Regions from separate parts of the Pan troglodytes genome. Here region 2 is linked to region 1. A link is a contact called in public Hi-C data. All regions are on one chromosome and are shown on one strand. The core of a region is the stretch at or near the end of the contact, and the rest is flanking DNA. Distances in the headings are between cores, read along the strand shown. Region 1 overlaps LUZP1 (leucine zipper protein 1). Region 2 holds the start of LACTBL1 (lactamase beta like 1).

The links. Hi-C and Micro-C count contacts between places; a contact is called where the count stands out from the background.
Region 2: a contact with region 1 is called in a Hi-C map of stem cell-derived neural progenitor cells, with 5 times the contacts expected there. The contact joins the promoter of LACTBL1 here to the enhancer-like site in region 1. A contact is called at or near these places in 3 of 7 Hi-C or Micro-C datasets (blood, induced pluripotent stem cells and stem cell-derived neural progenitor cells).

The regions. Positions count from the first base shown.
Region 1 is chr1:207,918,571-207,925,389 of NHGRI_mPanTro3-v2.0_pri, reverse strand. All of the region lies in intron 2 of LUZP1 (leucine zipper protein 1), which reads right to left. Among named protein-coding and RNA genes, the nearest start is that of LUZP1, 79 kb to the right of the region's middle. Within about 2 kb of position 2,984, at least 7 of the 24 cell types and tissues checked have an H3K27ac peak or open chromatin away from gene starts, as enhancers often do. A contact at or near this core is called in stem cell-derived neural progenitor cells, where this site is marked.
Region 2 is chr1:208,043,995-208,050,073 of NHGRI_mPanTro3-v2.0_pri, reverse strand. LACTBL1 (lactamase beta like 1) reads right to left here and starts at 1,885. Exons shown (of 8, transcript XM_016950315.3): 1 at 1,791-1,885; 2 at 1,324-1,450. The coding sequence starts at 1,335.

The sequences.
Region 1 (6,819 bases), core at 1,735-4,234:
CCACTCTCTACAGAGGTCACACAGGATTCCCACAGATTAAAGTCCAGCTGAACCTGAGCTTATAACTAAAAATTACAAAACACATAAAGATCCATCTTTTACTTGACTGGGCAGAGCAAGTCAAGTAAAAAAGAACCAAAGTTACTAAGATTATTGGCTAGAGACCATACAATAAGTACATTCCAATGTTTAAAGTCATAAAAGAAGGAATGAAAAAAAAACAGGAGAAAGGAACAAGGTGCTATCAACAAAGATCAGAAGATCTGAAAGTTAACCAAATACAACAGCTAGAAACAGAGATGAGAAATGGCATATTAGAGGCAAAGGAAGATATTAATAGTGGTCAAGAGAGATACGTAATTACAAAGAGCAGCACAGAGTTAAAAAGATGGAAAAGGTAAAAGAGAGGTTAACAGACGGGGAAATAATTAAAAAGGTCCAAAACAAGGAAGTTTTAACAGGCAGCCCAAAAGGATAGAATACAGAATGGGGAACAGGCAATATTTGAAGAGCTAGCAAGTAAGAATTTGCAAGAGTTGATTAAAGATATGGACCTCACATTCAGGAAGCAATGTCCCAACAGGAGAAAACTAAATCTGCACCTAGACACATCGTAAGGATACGGAAGAATGTATCACAAACAGAAAATCTTTAAAAAGAAAAAAGAAAAAAAGACCATTGTCTCAGTCCATTTGTGCTGCTGTAATAAAATACCTGAGGTAGTAATTTAAAAGGACAGAAACTGGCCAGGTGTGGTGGCTCACGCCTGTAATCCCAACATTTTAGGAGGCTGAGGCAGGAGGATCACTTGAGGTCAGGAGTTCAAGACCAGCCTGAACAACATGATGAGACCCCCATCTCTACTAAAAATACAAAAATTAGCCAGGTGTGGTGGTGCGCACCTATAATCCCAGCTACTTGGGAGGCTGGGGCAGGATAATTGCCTGAACCCACAGGACGGAGGCTGCAGTGAGCTGAGATCGCGCCACTGCACTCCAGCCTGGTCGACAGAGCAAGACACCATCTCCAAAAAGAACAGAAATTATTTCCTCACAGTTCTGGAGCCTGGGAATATAAGATCAAGGCACCAGCAGGTTTAGTGTCTGCTGAAGGCCCAGTCTCTGCTTCCAAGATGACACCTAGAATGCTGTTTCCTCACAGGGAAGAAGGAATGGAACAAAAAGGGTTGAACTTGCTCCCTCAGGCCCTTTTTTAAAGGTGCTGATCCCTAATACTATCTCCTTAAAGGTCCTACCTCTTAATGCTGTTGCACTGGGGTTAAGTTTCAACACGAATTTTGGAGGAAGCAAAAACATCCCAAACACAAAAACAATCTATAATAACAACTGAACCACTTCTCAGTAGAAACTTTTAAGTAGGTGGCAAGTAGAATGGACTACAGGGGATAAGAGTGGGAGCAGGAAGACCAAATAGGAGGCTATTGCAGTAATCCAGGCAAAACATAGTTATGGCCTAGACCAGGATGGTGGCAGTACATGCGTTCCAAGAGCACGTGACCAAGACAGTTGAGAAATGGTCAGAATTCTGGCCGTATGAAGGTACGACCAAAAGATCTGCTCTTAGACTACATGTGAAGCATGAGGCAAAGAAAGGAATTAAGAAGCCGAGTGCAATGACTCATATCTATAATCCCAACACTTTGAGAAGCTGAGGTGGAGTTCAACACCAGCCTGGGCACAACACAGTAAGATCCCGTCTCTATAAAAAAAGGTAAAATAAAATAAAATTAGAAGGTACAGTGGCATACACCTGTAGTCCCAGCTACTTGGTAGGCTGAGGCAAGAAGACTGCTTGAGCCCAGGAGTTTAAGGTTCCAGTGAGCTATGACTGTGCCACTGTACTCCAGCCAGGGTGACAGAGCAAGACCCTATCTCTAAATAAATAAGCAGATAGACAGATAGATAGATAGGAATTAAGGTAGACTCTAAGGTGGCTGGGCTGAATTTGTAGAGGGACAGCATTACCATCAATTCAAATGGAGATGACCGCAGATGGAGCAGTCTGAGAAGGAAGATGAGGAGTCTCATTTGGGACATGTGTATGAGATGTATATTAGATGTGTAAGGGCCCACTTGAAATTCCTGGTAACGATTTAAAGTGAAACCAATCCACAAAGTTCTATCTTTTTCTCCAGTCTTGTTCAGCTGGCTGAACAGACAAAAGAATAGAGAAACCAGAGTTGGACTGAACCAGATCGAAGCACTGCAGAACAAAGCAAAAGAAGGACAGGAGAGCAGAGGATGTGTGTGAGGGACTTTAAATTCACTCAGTACAGAAGGAGGTGAAGAATAGTGAAAATATAATAGAAACTAATGAAGTGAAGGTCCCAAGGGGACTTGAAGGCTTGTTGGAGTAAGGGTACCAGGTACCAGAGGAAACTAAGCCTGAAATATAGAAGACAGAAATCAGAGAGGGACTTCAAGGAATTGAAATCATGGAGGGACTGTAGTTATTGATAATGTCAAAAACGAAGGTATAATCATAGGAATCCTGTGGGGGAGTAGGGAGAAGTAGAGAACAAGATCATTAGAAGAGAGAAATAATTGAGAGGTAAAGGTGTTGCAAGGGTCACCAGCATGTAAGCGCCATAAATTAACAGGAATAATGCTGGAAAGAGTGACATTAAGACAGAATCTGAAGTTGTTGAGAAGTTAGGGGCAGTGACTCAGGGTGTCAATAGACGGCAGCAACGATAGAGTATTAGGTGATGTCGTCCAATAAGATCACATTTAAAACTCAAGGACAAGAGTGAAGAAACAGTCTTAGACATAGAGAAAAACAGCCACCACTGGAGAGGGAAGAAATGACTCCAACAATGATCCTATGAGAAAGCTCAGGGCAAAAGAAAAACAACTGAAATTGGGCCTGGAGGAGACGCCAAATGCCAATTCTCTCCAAGCCTGATTCTTCTAATGGCTGCACTATAAGCCTAGAGCCACCAGATGGAGCCCAAGCTCAGCTCCTCAAAAACACCAACGCTTGAAGGTGTTGAAAAGACCAAGCCTTCCGCTTCCATTCAGATTCTGCCCACCCCGAATACTGCTCCCTGTCCATCATTCTGCTTCTCTGGGTACATCTTTCTCTGTCCTCTCATCTTTGCCTCTTTTGGTCCCCCTTCTCCTTTCCCCAGCCTACCTGCTTCCTCATTCTCAAAAACGGAGAGGGAAAAAACCTCCTATAGTTTATGTTTTTAAAAAGAAAGCTTTTCCCTTTTAAAAACTCTTGCATTTGGCCTTCTGCCCAGTGGTACAATTAAAATCTTGTCAATTTATACACAGGGTTGGTTTGGGAGGACTTAATTAAGTTTAGACCACACACCAATTTTAAATGAGTGTATGATACAAAGGGTCTGTGTTGCCATCGTAGTCACTGGAAGACAAATGATATATGATTCATCTATAAAGTGCTTTAAAACAGCATATCCTCATAAATATGCTTAAACCATTAAATTGTGTATTTTAAAGAGATAAACTTCATGATACATAAAGCATATCTCAATAAAGCTGTTAAAGAAAACCCAGCTTATCCTCAAACTGTAGCATTCTCTCAGCACATCTTATTTGTACTAGCTTATACTATAGTTTTCACAATCTCTTTTTCAAAAGAAGGAAACGTTAAACCTTAGTATAGCCCCATCTATAAATTATCATAATTCTGAATTAGGAGAGTCTGGGAATTATACCACCGTTTTATTTATTTGGCTTTTAGTGCCAATTTTATATGTTTTATCAAGACTCTGGATGATATGAATCAACTAGTACAGGCAATGAAAAAGCTAAACCCAGTAAATATGTAGCAAATACTTACTGGAAACATACAGAGAAAGCAGGTATTACACACCACTGCTTAAAACTCTCTAAAGGTCCTGGCTACTATTAGGATAAAGTCCAAATTCCCCATGATGGCACCCAAAGCCCTTCATGATGTGGCCCCGCCAGCCTCTTCATCTACATCCTCGCCCTCCCTCTTCCCTCTGGTCCCTCACTAGTTTGATTCCTTCTCATTTCTTCAGATCCCACTTTAGACAACGCATCCTTCTGGAAAATTCTGGAGTGCCTTCTTCAAACCCCAGGCCAGATCTGGGCCTCTCTTTTTTGCTTTCACAGTCTGCTACATGGTTCCCATCACAGAACCTATCACACTCTATTGCAGCTTTATTTACTCAATTCTTCTCTCCAACTTGTGTCACCACTATATTCTCAGTACCCAGCAGGGAGCCTGGCACACAGGGAATGCTGAAAATTCGATGAATTTGACTGATGAGTGAGCCTCCTAATTATCAAATAGCTTGTCGGCCCTTTGGCAATGACCATTAACAGAAAATAATAAGAATGTCCATGACCTAATCATGGACTACAAAGGAGAAAACAGATGGCAAGAGTGAACAGACAGCACAGAATCTCAGGCCCTGTGGTAATGCTCTGAATGATCTCATCCCTAGCCCTGTGCCACTTGCACAATGTCTCAACCACAATACTCTCCCCCTGACCTGCTGGGAAGCCCTTTCTTGCAGGTCTATGCCACACAAACAGGACATAGACATCAAAAAACCACAACACTCACAGGATGTCCAGCTCTAGTTATCGGACCAAGTGTTGGAGAAGTAGTAGAAAACATTTCTGGATCTTCCTCCACTCCTCAGAATGAGATTTCAGAGCCAGAAGGTAGCTAAAGATCATTTAGTCAACTGGTTTTCAAACTAGACTCAGCAAATCCCCTTGGGGTCATTTAGGGGAAAGACAACAGGGGAGATATTTTGAGCAGGCTGAACTCCAGGCTCCTTTCACTTACTCAACCAAAGCAACTGATTTTTAGCTTCTTACAATATTGGGCTTCTCCTATATGACTTTATTAAAGAATTCTACATAGCTTTTATTTAAAATAAAATCACTTACTTCATTCAAACCCCTTATTTTAGAAACAAGGAAACGGACTCAGAAGTAAATACTGTGCTTTTTCCAGCAGTTTAGCAAAAGTCAAGGACTTCAGTCTCCTGACTCTATGTTCAGGATTCTTCCCATTATGCAAAATCACCCCTTATAAACTCTTAAGCATTTTTACAAAATGAGGAGTTCTGAGCACTACTCTATAAACAAACTAACAATGACAAAAGAGTATAAAGGAACAAATAAGTACAACCACAAATAGGGCAGTACTATACTACAGGCAATACTAAGTACCTTATATACATGATTTCTGCAGGTATCAGGAATCTCAGATCATTTACTTTACATGTTCCTACGTTACTCCACGGAGGTTTTCCCTCACTGTCCACACAAAGACAATATGGTAATCCCTGGACATGTAAAATGCTTAGCAGAATACCTTGCACATAAGTCACAACAAACAGTAACCTACTATTATTATTCTATTCAGCTTTCACAATAACCTTATGGGGCAAGGACTCTCAAATTTTCCCAAAGTACGCAGCTAGCAAGGACAGTCAGAGTGAATCTAGGTCCAGTTCCAAAGTTTATATTCTTTTAAGAATACCATACTGTTTGGCCAAGTCACTGATTTTCTCTATGCTTTAGTTCCTCTGAAAAAATAAAAGAATATCAACTACCTTACAGCAACACTATGCAATAAAGTTAGCAAAAGCACTTTGAAAAGTCCTATGCATACCTAAAGTAAGTTTCATCAGGGAAAATCCTCCTAAAAATAGTGATTCACTAAGATCATCCCTTCTCCCCAGAGTAAACAAGGAACTAGACTGAAAATGGGGTTAGGAGGTCACTTATCTCTGACCTTTTGGCCCTAAGTAGCCAGGATAAGAAATGCTTTGCTACCTCCTGGATCATCCAAAAGCAAAGTAGACACCTCTCTTCCTACTGCCTCCCTTACTCTGTGTTAAGTATGTTTATCCAGGCAAAATTCATTTATTTAGCAGACATTTATAGAACACCTATGATGCACCCAGCATTTTGCCAAGATAAGTAGAAAATCTTACCCTTGCCTTTAAGGAATCATACAGATATAACCAATTATAAAACAATGATAAAGAAGCCTTCCCTGACCATCTTACATAAGATAGCACCCACCCTTTTGCATCCTGTCTTCTATCCTGCTTTTTTTTTTCCTTAGCATATTGTATCATCATACATATAACCGGAAGCTCAGAAGAAGTGATTAAATGTGCCTAAGGGTGGGGTCTGGGAAGGCAATTGTTTATATTAAACCTTGGGAAATCTTAAGAAGGTTTTTACAAAGGGAAGGACAGTCTCACTTTTCATGCCAACTTCCCCTACGTTAGTACCTGGCTCAGTTCTAATTCACGCTAGCAACATACAGTGCCAACTGTCTCTCATTCGGGGCTCTTTCTATCAAAGTTCCTGAACCCATTTCCAAGTGGCCCCATCCAGCATTTTGGAGGGTGGCTCTTCTTCCTGTCCTGGCAGATCAGGAAGGTCTGAAATAGAACATAATCAGGCCTGCCCTGCCCCTTCTCCCAACACAGCTGCCATGATTCACTTCCTGTTCCCAATAGTCATTTAAAGAGGGGTCGGCAAACTTTTTTTAAAAAGTTTGATAGTATACACATAAGTATGCAAACTTAGTTTGAGAGTAATATTTTAGGCTTTATAGGATCTAAGGTTTCTATTCCAGCTACTGAACTCTGACAATGTAGTGATGAAGCAACCACATATATACTGTACAGAAGTGAATGAACATAACTATGTTTCAATTAAACTTGATTTAAAAAAACAGGCAGTGGGCAGGGCATGGTAGCTCATGCCTGTAATCCCAGCACTTTGGGAAGATGAGGGGGGAGGATTGCTTGAGGCCAGGAGTTCAAGG
Region 2 (6,079 bases), core at 636-3,135, 130 kb before region 1:
CTCAGATATTGCCACTGGATCATATGGAAGATACTCCCCTCCTGACATGAACACAGAGCTGCAGGGGCAGTGAGGACCCCTTGGTGGGAAGGCAGCCTGCTATCCCCTAACTGGCACCTAAGGTGTAACCAGCAGATCCTTAGCTTATTTTTAAGTGAAGAATAAAATTCAGAGGCATTAATTGACTTGCTGAGTCCATGGGCAGTGAATGGCAGAGCTGAGATTCAAGCTCTGTAATATGCACCACCCCCCTCCTCCTCAAAATGCAGCTGGGATCTCTGCACCCCCAATTTGTAGCCCTCTTCTGGGGCCTAGCCTCATCTCAAGTCTGTCTCCAATCTCAGGATTTATTCCAGCAGACCCGAAGGTGGGTCAGTATTTAATCTCTAAGCTGCTTGCCAGCTGCTCACAGTTTGACTTGCAGTAGCCACTAGAAATCTCTTTCCTTTCCCTTCCCAGCTGGAAATTGCTGGCAGTAGGGGAGGGCCCAGGAAGAACCAGGCTCTCCCAAACCCCACCTATAACACGGCTCCACCACCCCCTAACCCCTGCTCCTTCTCAGGTGTTCTGTGCCCCAATCACCCTCACCTCCTTCCTCATGCTCACGGCCCACTCTGGGACAACTACTCTTTGTCCAGTTATTCATTCAGAAAACAATCCCCGAGGGCTTGCTGTGCGCTGGGCCACATCTGCCCCCAAGGAGCCAGAAGGACAGTGGCATAATCAGACACAAGGGCCTGGGGCCAGGGAAGTAGGACTTGACTCTGGCTCTGCCGTTACTAGTTCTGGACAAATGACCTCACCCTTTTGAGTCTCAGATTTCTCATCTGCATAATGCAGATAACAATTGTTCCTACATCTTATAGGGTTTAGTTGAGAATAAATAAGATAGTGCATGCAAAGCCCATAGAGAGCTGTTCACCAGTTGGTAGCTAGAGGTGTAATAAAGGGCTTCAGGGCTCACAGATACAGATGAGCTCAGCCTAGGGGGAGGGAGGAGGAGGAGAGAGTCATTGAACAGGTAGTTAGGAATGAGCTTGGGTCACTCCAGGCAGAGGCCTCTGGGGATGTAAAAAGGAAGAGGAGTTAGTTTCTGGTTTGTTTTGATAATTCAGTGAGTTTATGTAAAACATTTGAAACTGTTCCTGGCCTGCAGGTGCAAGCTCTAGAGATGATGATGATGATGATGATGATGATGATGATGATGATGATGGTAACGTGGGGGGGATTTAGCCCAATATTTGAAGCCAGAAGGACGGTGGCATGGTCAGACATGTGTCAGAAGCTGACACATGGTGACAGCTTCTTGAGGCTGTGCCTCACCTGGGTCTTCATTCTCTCCAAGGCATGGAAGATTCTGGCTCTTTGAGGATTCAGGTCTACACCACAGGAGATCCCGTAAGCAGGAAACTGAGTCAGAGGAGTGAAGGCAAAAAGAGGTCCTGAGGGGCTGGAAAAAGAGGAGGGGGACAGAGAAAAGCTAGAAAACAAGGAGGGTAGACGAGGATGCGGGGGATCAAAGCAGCCCTCCTCTTCCCATGGCTCCCCCTCCCAGGTGAGAGAAACAGCAAGCTCAGAAACCCCTGCCAGGTGACCCAGCATCCCAGTTTGTCCAGGACTGTCTTGATTTTAGCACCGAAAGTCCTGCATTCCCAGAAACCCCTCAGTCCCAGGCAAACGGGACCATTGGTTACCCTGTGTGCCCCGCATTGAATTCCAGCTCCTCTTCCCCACCCCCAGCCTGCGGAGAACAATCTGGTCAGGCCCTCAGGCTCTTGGCCACAACTTACCCTCTTCAGAAGGTTCCAGCAAGAACAGGGCAGTTAGGGCCCCAGTTTGGCTGACAGTGCCTCTGGGAGTCCCCTGTGTTCCAGAGGACAGGAATGGCTTCCTGGGCTCTGAGGCACAGGCTTTACCAAGCTCTCCAGGGGCCGGCAGATGTGGCGCCTAATTTCCCCAGTGCTAATCCCTCAGAGTGCCTGCTGCCATGGGGATTAGCTTCTGGGGTCCCCAAGCAGCGGGGAAGCGGGGGAGATCTGTCAGGGAGCATTGGGTAACATCATGTGACCCGAGTGCTCCAGGCTGGTGAAGAAAGGAACACTCTCTCCAAAAGGAGTGTCTGCCAAACCCAGTGTGGAAAAGGGATGTCAGGAGGCCACCAGGGTCATTTCCAGCTGGGAAGGGAAAGGAGAGAGATTTCCAGGCTTGGTCTGACCCCACACAAGCTCCTCAGGCACCTCTGAGGAAACTGGAGCACGAAGGAACCTAGTCTAAGGACCACTGGGGTCAGCCTAGTTGTGAAATATTCAGGTAACCTGGGTCCAAATCTTAGTCTGTCACTGCCAGTGTGAGCCTGTGTGACCAGGGATCATAACCTCTTTGCCTCACATCTATAAAATGGGGACAATAATACTAGCTTGGTTAGCGTGCAGGTTAAATGGAATGCGCCCTTGAAGCAGGCAGCCCAGAACCCGGCACCTAGTAAGTGCTCCATAAATTTTGGCTTCTTGTCATGGACTTGGCTTTTTTTTTTTTAAAGACAAGAACAGCTGAGCATGGTGGCTTATGCCTGTAATCCCAGCACTTTGGGAGGCCAAGGCAGGAGGATGGCTTGAACCTAGGTGTTCGACATCAGCCTGGGCTGAGACCTCGTCTCTACAAAAAATTTAAAAATGGCCAAGTGTGGTGGTGTTGCCCTGTAGTCCCAGCTACTCTGGAGGTTGAAGCTGAAGCATTGTTTGAGCCTGGGAGGTGAAGGCTGCAGTGAGCCGAGATAAGATTATGCCAGTGCGCTCCATCCTGGATGACAGAGTGAGACTCTGTCTAAAAAAAAAAAAAAAAAAAAAGACAAAGTTGTGCTCTGTCACCTAGGCTGGAGTGCAGTGGTGCAATCAAAACTCACTGCAGCCTCCAACTCCTGGGCTCAAGTGACCCTCCTGCCTCAGCCTCCTGAGTATCTGAGACTACAAGCATGCACTACTATGCCCAGCTAATTATTATTTTTTAATTGCTTTTGGTACAGATGGGGGTCTCCCTTTTTTGCCCAGGCTAGTCTTAAACTCTTGGCCTCAAGTGATCCTCCCATATCTGCCTCCCAAAGTGCTGGGATTATAAGTGTAAACCAAAAATAAAATTCTAAGGCCCCCAACCATCTGAATGCACTTCCTCCTCAGCCAGCACATTCTTAAAATTTAACCTGAAAGACCGAAAGACTGGTTTAGGCCTTGACGGGGAGTAGGGGTCAAACGTGCCTCATCATACTTCTCCAGCATAACATCACATAACAAATAAGGAAAGAAATCAAAATAGTTTAACCCCAAATATATTTCCTTGTTATATCTTGAAATTGCCCTGCAAAGTTTGACTCTTGTGGGAAAAATCTACATTCTGTAGAGAATCCTCCTTTTCCTCTTCCATTTGCAGACCCAGGAGATAATCAACAGTCAGGAACCCTTTTAAGTCCCATAAGAAAACATTTTATAACCTATTCTCTCTGAAGCCTGCTAGCTATAAACTTCTTCTGCACAATAAAACTTTGGTCTCCCCAGTCTTTTATCTTAACCCAAACATTTCCTTTCTATTGATCTCAGGTCCTCAAACTCAACCAATTGTCAACTAGAACATTTTAAAATTTACCTATAGCCTGGAAGCCCCCACATCGAGTTGTCCCACCTTTCTAAACCAAACCAGTGTACATCTTAAATGTATTTGACTGATGTCTCATGCCTCCCTAAAATGTATAAAATCAGCCAGGTGCGGTGGCTCACGTCTGTAATCCTAGCACTTTGGGAGGCCGAGGCGGGCAGATTGCCTGAGCTCAGGAGTTCAAGATCAGCCAGAGCAACATAACAAAACCCTGTCTCTACTGAAAATACAAAACATTACCCGGGCGTGGTAGTGTGCACCTGTAATCCCAGCTACTTGGGAGGCTAAGGCAGGAGAATCACTTGAACCTGGGAAGCGGAGGTTGCAGCGAGCTGAGATCATGCCAGTGCTGTCCAGCCTGGGCAACAGAGCAAGACTGTCTCAAAAACAAAACAAAACAAAAAAAAAGCTGCACCCCAACCACCTTGGGCACATAATCTCAGGACCTCCTGAGGGCTGTGTCATGGGCCATGGTCACTCATATTTAGCTAATATTTCTCTTCAAGTATTTTATAGAGTTTGACTCTTTTTGTCGACATAGGTGTGAGCCACCACTCCCAGCCATGACCTGGCTTTTATGTCAAACTTCTACCTGGCCCCTATGGCAGATATCAGATCTCTCTCTGTGAACATTCTAGAAGATTTGCTATTGATTTTAGTTGATACAAAAGATAAAACATATATTCCTTCTCAACATTAGATGAGGTTGCACATTGGGGTTACTTGGAGAGCTCTTAAAAACCACTGGTGTCTGGGTCCCACTGCAGAGATCCCCAGAGGCGCAGCTTGGATGCCGCAGCCTTTGAAGACTCCTTGGTGATTCCACTGTGTGGCCAAGGTTGAGAATCAGTGCCCCAGATCAGTGTGTGTCCCACTTACTTGTGGGTAGGAGCATCCTAGCGATTGTGTTACATGGTAGGTTCTGAGCCAGTGAGTCGGGGTGGTATCTGAGAGCCTACATTTCTAACAAGCTCCTAGGTGATGCTGAGGCTGGTGTAAGGACCACACTTTGAGGAGCGAGGCTCCTCTGCAACTCACGGATCACACCAGCCTCCACCTCATTATTTCAACAGAGCCTTGAATTACTATCTCCTTCTACTAATGCTCAGGATCGGGGATGGATGGAGGCAAGCCTTCTAGATCTTCTTCTGTAGCCCCCATAGCCAAAAATCTGAGTGATTTTGTCCAAACTCCACATTGTATGGCTGGCAAAAGAGGCTCACAGAGGGGAAATGACTCACCAAGGTCACATAGCAAGTTTACTGACAACAATTGATCTGGGACCCAGGTCTTTTTCATTGCACTTGGCTGTTTGGTTAATCTTCTCTGTGGCTCAGAGCTGGCAGCCCGCTTCTTGGACACAGACTGCGTGTTGACAATGTACCACATACGGTCTTTAGAGCCCCCTGTGCTATGTCCTCTGGTCTCCACAATCCCAGGAGGCAGCTTCTATTCTGTCTCCATTTTACATCCGAGGAAACTGATGCTCCGGAAAGGGAGGTCCCCAAGAAATGGCAGAACTGGGTTTGGACCCAGGAGTCCTGTCGTTCCCCAGACACTGACAAGACTCCTCGGTTGCTGTGAGGATTAAATGGAATGTGCTCGTGAAGCAAGCAGCCCAGAGAGAGCCTGGCACCTATTAAGGGCTCCATAAAGTTCGGCTTCCTACAATGACTCGGGTTTTTTTGTTTGTTTGTTTGTTTGTTTTTGAGACAAGGTCTCACTAACACTACCTAACACTAATCAGTCTATGGGCAAGGACTGTGTCTTATTCAGGTCTATGTCCCCAGACCTAGCACTCCTGGGTTCTGCAGTCCTTGCCCCCAGGACACCACCCCCTCCCTGAGAACCACTCCCTTGCTCCTAGCCCAGTTCTGAAGGCAGCCATTTTTCATTGCAGAGACCAGCCCTGCCCCTCCCGAATTTAACTAGACGGGAACCCACAGCGTGTCATACAGCACAGTGGCCCCAGGATGGCAGTAGATGCCCATGTGTAAGATCTCTGGCCCAGCCTGAGCCTCCTTTAAAGGGTAATTTACTTGCGTGTGTCTCTTCCTCTAGGCCCTTGTCCAGGGGCTTTCCATCCATGAACCAAGATATTCCCCACAATATCCCCATAGGGAGGAATTATTCACCATCATTTACACACGAAAGATCATGTTCATCCTTTGCCCTTCATGGCCGCTTCCTACTCTTTGGGGAAAAACCAAAAACCTTACATGCGTAGTTTAAACCTATCCAGTAGATGTCCCTATGGGTCAGGCTGCAAGAGTTCAAATTCCAGCTTCCCCACTTATTACCGGTGTGACTTTGGTTGGATTTCTTGGCTTCTCTTGGACCTCAATGTGCTCATCCATAAAATGGGGTAATGAAGTAGAACCCACCTCCTTGCAGGGAGGAGTGAGGATTGCATGAAATAATACACCTAAAATGT